2 separate regions of the Urocitellus parryii genome follow, and region 1 is linked to region 2. A link is a contact called in public Hi-C data. All regions are on one chromosome and are shown on one strand. The core of a region is the stretch at or near the end of the contact, and the rest is flanking DNA. Distances in the headings are between cores, read along the strand shown. Region 1 holds the start of Ect2l (epithelial cell transforming 2 like). Region 2 holds the start of Reps1 (RALBP1 associated Eps domain containing 1).

Region 1 (2,926 bases), core at 128-2,627, 150 kb after region 2:
ATAATAACTAAGCTATGGAGCCAAACTTGGTACCCTTCAACAGATGAATGGATAAAGAAAATGTGGTACATAAGCACAATGAAGTATTACTCAGCCATAAAGGATAACTTTATGACATTTATTAGTAAATAGATGAATCTGGAGGCTATGATGCTAACTGAAATAAGCCAATCCCCCAAAATCAAAGTTTGAATATTTTTGTTGATATGTAGAAGCCAAATCACATAAAAAAGGGAGCGGGAGAAGAAGAGAAGTTCAGTACATTAGACAAAGAGGAATGCAGGGAAGGGAGGGGGATAGGAATAGGAGACAGTGAAATGAATCTGACATTATTTTCATATATATATATATATATACACACACACACACACACATATATAAATGAAAAAAACTAAGCAAATTCATCATTGTGTATATCCAGAAGAATGGGGTCCTAATTAGAATAAGATATAAATATGCATGTGTAATTTTATCAAAACAATTCTACTGTCATGTATAACTAAAAAGAATCAATAAAAATAACTTTCTAATTATTAAAAAAAAAAAGAAAACACATATAGGTCTCACTCATTCCATTGCTAAAATAGATTCATTTAAGTAGATATGACTTTATTGATCCATAGCCATGGATCTTCATAACACTCATGAAACTGATCGTGAATAATTATTGTAAAATGCTATTGTTAGTTGTGTCTCTAAGACAGAGTTCCCAAAGACCAGTGTCCCCAAAACTGGGTTCCAGGCCAGCTTTGCTAGATAGGCATGTGCAAACTCACTGTCTTTATTACAGGTCAGGCTTTAACCCCAGCCAGTCTATTCTTCTTCCCTTGTAAAAGAAGTTGAGCCCACGTGAGCTCTGAGGACCCCTGTGCTAGCTCCATTAATGCCTTGCAGACTGCCCTCCACCATTCGATGACTTCTTCCTGAATTACTGTTCAAGGGACGGGCATCGCCAGGCCACATAGAACCATATGGTGGGCACCAGAGAGAAGGAGTATTAAGGACACAGTGAAACATACACGCACACACCCTCACCACCACCACCCAGAGCATCTTCTTTCCTTCTCCTTCCCCATCACCGCAAACCACAGGTGTCCTGGGGGTCTCTATTTTGTCTCTGGAAGCACAGAATAAGATGGGAGGCAGATTGGGAGACTTGCAACAAAGCTAGAATTGTTTTTGTTTAAACTGACTCAAAAACTAAATTCTTTAGAGGATTTTCTTTAAAAGTATGACAACATAAGACTCACTATTTGTAACTCACCACGTAACTCACCTGTCTATTTAGCGACTTGTTGCTAAAAGGTGTCCAGGCGCTGAACCTCGTGTTCAAGCTCTCCATTTCCAGGGTTTTCCAGGAAGAATCCCCAACTGACATCACAGCAAACTAGGAACTACAGGTACATTTCAATAAATGTATAATTTAAGCCAACTTATAAAAATCCAATACAGCAGGCACAGTGGTACACCCCTGTAATCTCAACTACACAGGAGGCTGAGGGAGGAGGATTGCAAGTCCCAGGCCAGCCTGGGCAATTTAGCCAGACCCTGTCTTGAAATAAAAAATAAAATGGGCCAAAGATATATCTCAATGTCAAAGTGCCCCTGGATTCAATCCTAATACTGGAAAACAAAATAGAAAAGAAAGAAAGAAAAATTATAATGTATAATTGTACTGTACACACTTAATACATTAATGCTGTCCCAGTAGGAGTTTTAGAATTAGAACATATATTTTAGAATTAGAATAATCCCTTTGTATGTATAAACTGTTTATAAAATTATAGTTCATGGAAGCATATGTATATGTATACACACACAGAGGATGAACCACATAAATATACACTGAGTCCATGGATTCTTAATCACTGCAATTATTCTGGCCTTACCTACTTGCAAACAAATCTGAACCTAAACAAAAGTTCTTTTTTTACTTTGCTGGGAAAATGAAAGAGTAGTGAATATGTTTCAGAAAATGCTATTAATAACTCAGACATTGGTATAATTTTGTTTTTGAGGGGCTGGGGATAGAACCTGAGGCCTAATGCTAAGCAAGTGCTCTGACACTAAGCTATATCCTCAACCCATAGCATGGTTTGTTATCTGCTAGGAAGACTGACTTTTTCTTTCCTTGGAAAGTAAGAATTTGAAGTATTCAAACAGGACACCCTACCTACCCATCTTTTAGGGACATAAGTCAGAGAGGATATAAAGGGGGAAATTAGGTTCATGTATTAGTCATCTATTGCTGCATAACAAATTACTCCAAAGTTTAACAGCTCAAAATGACAAGCATTGGGCTGGGGATGTGGCTCAAGCGGTAGCGCGCTCGCCTGGTATGCGTGCGACCCGGGTTCGATCCTCAGCACCACATACCAACAAAGATGTTGTGTCCGCCGAGAACTAAAAAATAAATATTAAAAATTCTTTCTCTCTCTCTCTCTCCTCTCTCACTCTCTCTAAAAAAAATAAAAAATAAAAAAAATAAAAATTCTCTCTCTCTCTCTCTCTCTCTCCTCTCTCACTCTCTCTTTAAAAAAAAAAAAAAAACAAAATGACAAGCATTTATAACCTCAAAGTCCTGAGGGTCAAGAATCTAGGTGCAGCTTAATGAGTACTATATTAGTTTGCTGGGTCTGCCCAAAAAAAAAAAGAAAAAAAAATTCCACAGACCAAGTGGTTTAAAAAACAGAAATTTATTTTCTCCCAGTTTGGGAGGCTAGATTTCCAAAAAACAAAGTGCCATCAATGTTGGCTTCTTAGCTCATGGATAGCCACTTTATCACTATGTCCCCACACAACCTTTCTTCTGTGTGCACACAAAGGGAAAGGGGTAACTCTGTAAACTGGGCCCACTATACTGACCAACCCCCACATGTTTTCTTTTGAAAAACAATTTACCTGCAGCCCTTCCTGACTTCAGCCA
Region 2 (2,899 bases), core at 350-2,849:
TTAGAAGACTAGGTACCACATGATTCCATTTATATGACAATTTGGAAGAGACTTTCAAAGCAGTGGTTGCCAGAGGCCCAGGATGGAGAGTAGGGGATTGGGGGAATGGAGTGATTCTGCCTCTTGATTTTTGCGGTGGTAGCATGACTAAATGCATTTTTCAATACTAACATAACTGAATACCAAAAATAATTAATTTCACTACATATAATTTATTTTTTAAAACTAGAGTTTTCCAGTTTTAAAACAGCTGATGCTTTTACTGGCAGTAATCCACTATTTGGTCTTACCTGAAAACCAGCATCTTTAAATCTGTTGCTATATAATATAGACCATCTGTTTTAAAATATCTTTCTTATGATGTCACTTTTAAATATTGGTATGTCTAGAAATATATTGGAAATAAATTAGACTTGACCTCAAAGGGCCTACATGCTTAATTGTATTTGTTTCCCTTCTTACTTGGAAATATAAATTTAAGTGACAGATAGAGAAAAAAGATCATTCCCTTGTAAACAGTTCAACCATCCACCCCCGCAGCCCACCCAGTATTCTGGGGGTGACACAGCTTCCATTCTTGCAAAGTTTCCATGTCTTTCTGAGCTCCTGTCCCCAAGGAGGAGTATGCATCTGTTTGGAGGGGCTCACACACCACTCCGAATGCTTTTTACCAGGCAGTGAAACCCAGGACCCCTCCTCCATCCTGGAAAGTGTTCTGCTCAAGGCCCACGCAGGTTTATAAAGGTAATGGTATAACTTTCCAGTACAGTAGTCCTAATGACCAGAATGGCTTTGTACAAAGAGCAAAATCTTGCCAGTTGCCACCCTCCCCCAGCTACTCGGCATATTTTGTTTTTCAGACTTGGATCAAGAGTAGGAACCGAATCTCTGCAGTGGTCTTCATATGAGGAAGTTTCCCTCATCTACGGATCCCTCATCCACGGGATGTTCATAATCCTTCAAAGCAGAGAATCATCCGCAGCAACTTCTGCTATCAGAAAGATACAAATAATAAACTGAATAACATTTCCTTCCCTTCCACTCAGATGTTTGTTAAATGCTTTGTGCCAGAAGCTTCGAAATATAAAAACTGCGACCCATATCTAAGTTCTCTAGCTCTAGCATGGTGATACCCCAGGTGTCCCCCTCCCAGGGATCTCATCCAACGGGCTCTGAGGCGGCTGGCGAGGCGGCTGGCCTTCCCGCCGCCGGGCTCCGGCCACCAGGGGGCGCTGCGGCCCGCTCTCTCGGGAGCGGCCGAGCCAGCCCGGTGGGTGTTTCTCTCTCCCTCTCGCGCTCTCTCCTCCCGGCCTCACATCCGGGTCTGGAACGCGGCCGCCGCTGTCAGTGTTGGTGCGGGCGCGTTGGGGCAGGGCCGGGGCTCTGTAAATGGCGGCGGAGGGAGGCGGAGCGGCGGCCACGCTCAGCCCAGAGCCCCCGAAACTTTAGACGCGAAGCCCCACAACTTTCCGGGAAGTGCTGCCGCTCCGGGGGCGTGGACGGAAGGGGAAGCCGAGGCGGGAAGTCTTGGGGAAGCGGCGGGGAGCGGGGAACCTCGAACCCGCGGCGGGGGCGGTGGCTGAGTCCGCCAGTGCCTCGCGCCGCCGCGGCCCCCGCCTCCTTCTCCGCGCTTCGCGGCTGCTGGAGCCGGGGCCGCGCGCGGTGCCTAGCCCGGGACTGCGCGGGGCCTCGCAGGCGGCGGCGCGCGGAGCCCAGCCGAGCCCCCTCCTCGCGACCTCCGGGCCCTGTTGCTTGGGCGCAGCCGGCTCGCCAGAGGCCGGGGCTGAGGCTCCGGGCGTCTGCGGGGACCGAGGAGGAGGCCGGGCCGCGCAGCCACGCGCAGACCCGCCGGCCCGGGGTCGTGGGGCCGGGTACCGGGTGTTGCATGCGGGGCGGGGCAGGGCGGCCGCGAGCCGGAGGCGAAGATGGAAGGCTTAACGCTGAGCGATGCGGAGCAGAAATATTACTCGGATCTCTTCTCCTACTGCGACATTGAGAGCACCAAGAAGGTGGTAGTCAACGGGCGGGTGCTGGAGCTGTTCCGGGCCGCGCAGCTGCCCAACGACGTGGTCCTCCAGGTAACGCCGCGTCCCGGGTTTGGCTGGCCGCCGAGGGTAGCTTCCCCGCGGCTCGGGCCTCCAACCTCCTTCCTCCGGGAGTGGGAGTGGGCGCCGTTTCCAGAAGGGCTGGTGGTGAGCAGGTTTCCCCCAGCTTTCCAGCTGCGGGCAGGGGCCGCAGGTGCCCGGGTGGCCGCGACTTGCGCTGCGGCCGAGGGGGAGGGGTCGTTCCTAATTAGAAGAAACTCCTGCTATGGAGGTAATGGTCTGAGGAGCCCTGACCCCTCATCCCTTGACTGCTCCTGAATCTTTGTTTTCCAAGCACTGGAAGAACACTTACCATGAAGAATCTTGGGTAGTTAATGTGTTTGAATCTTAGATTCTGGTACATGCATAGCTCTTCGGTTCCTGCGGGGTAGGTTACCAATATAGGCGAAATGTTATTTTAATTCTTGAATTAACCCTGACGACCTCATAACGTGATTTTTGTAGATTTAAGAAGATAAAAAGCAGTTTTTAAAAGGAGACAATTCTTAGGGAAATTAAGAAATTCGAACTTTCAGCTAATTGTTTACAAGTAGATTTAAAAAAAAAAAACTTTTAAGTATTCATAGAACGTGTGGCTGATGTAAACTGGACAGTGTTTTCCAGTGGACATTGGATTATATTTGTTGAAATTTGTGGATTTAGGTTGGGAGGTAAGTATTCAGTAGCTTGAAGTGGAATGTGCATGCTTGCTTCAGTCTGTAGCCTTGGAGGTAAGCAGGGTAAGTTAAGGCTTCTTTACCGTATCTGTTTTTAAAGCAGGAGGCTTCCTAGAAGTTCTTATCTAGTGTATGTGG

Evidence for each region. A called contact is a pair of places that touch in the nucleus more often than the background predicts.
Region 1: a contact with region 2 is called in a Hi-C map of muscle, with 3 times the contacts expected there. The contact joins the promoter of Ect2l here to the promoter of Reps1 in region 2. A contact is called at or near these places in 2 of 2 Hi-C or Micro-C datasets (liver and muscle).

Annotation. Positions count from the first base shown.
Region 1 is chr8:26,076,301-26,079,226 of mUroPar1.hap1, forward strand. Ect2l (epithelial cell transforming 2 like) reads right to left here and starts at 1,378. Exons shown (of 20, transcript XM_026391905.2): 1 at 1,277-1,378. The coding sequence starts at 1,378.
Region 2 is chr8:25,925,973-25,928,871 of mUroPar1.hap1, forward strand. It overlaps Reps1 (RALBP1 associated Eps domain containing 1), which reads left to right and starts at 1,600. Exons shown (of 19, transcript XM_077801722.1): 1 at 1,600-2,078. The coding sequence starts at 1,926.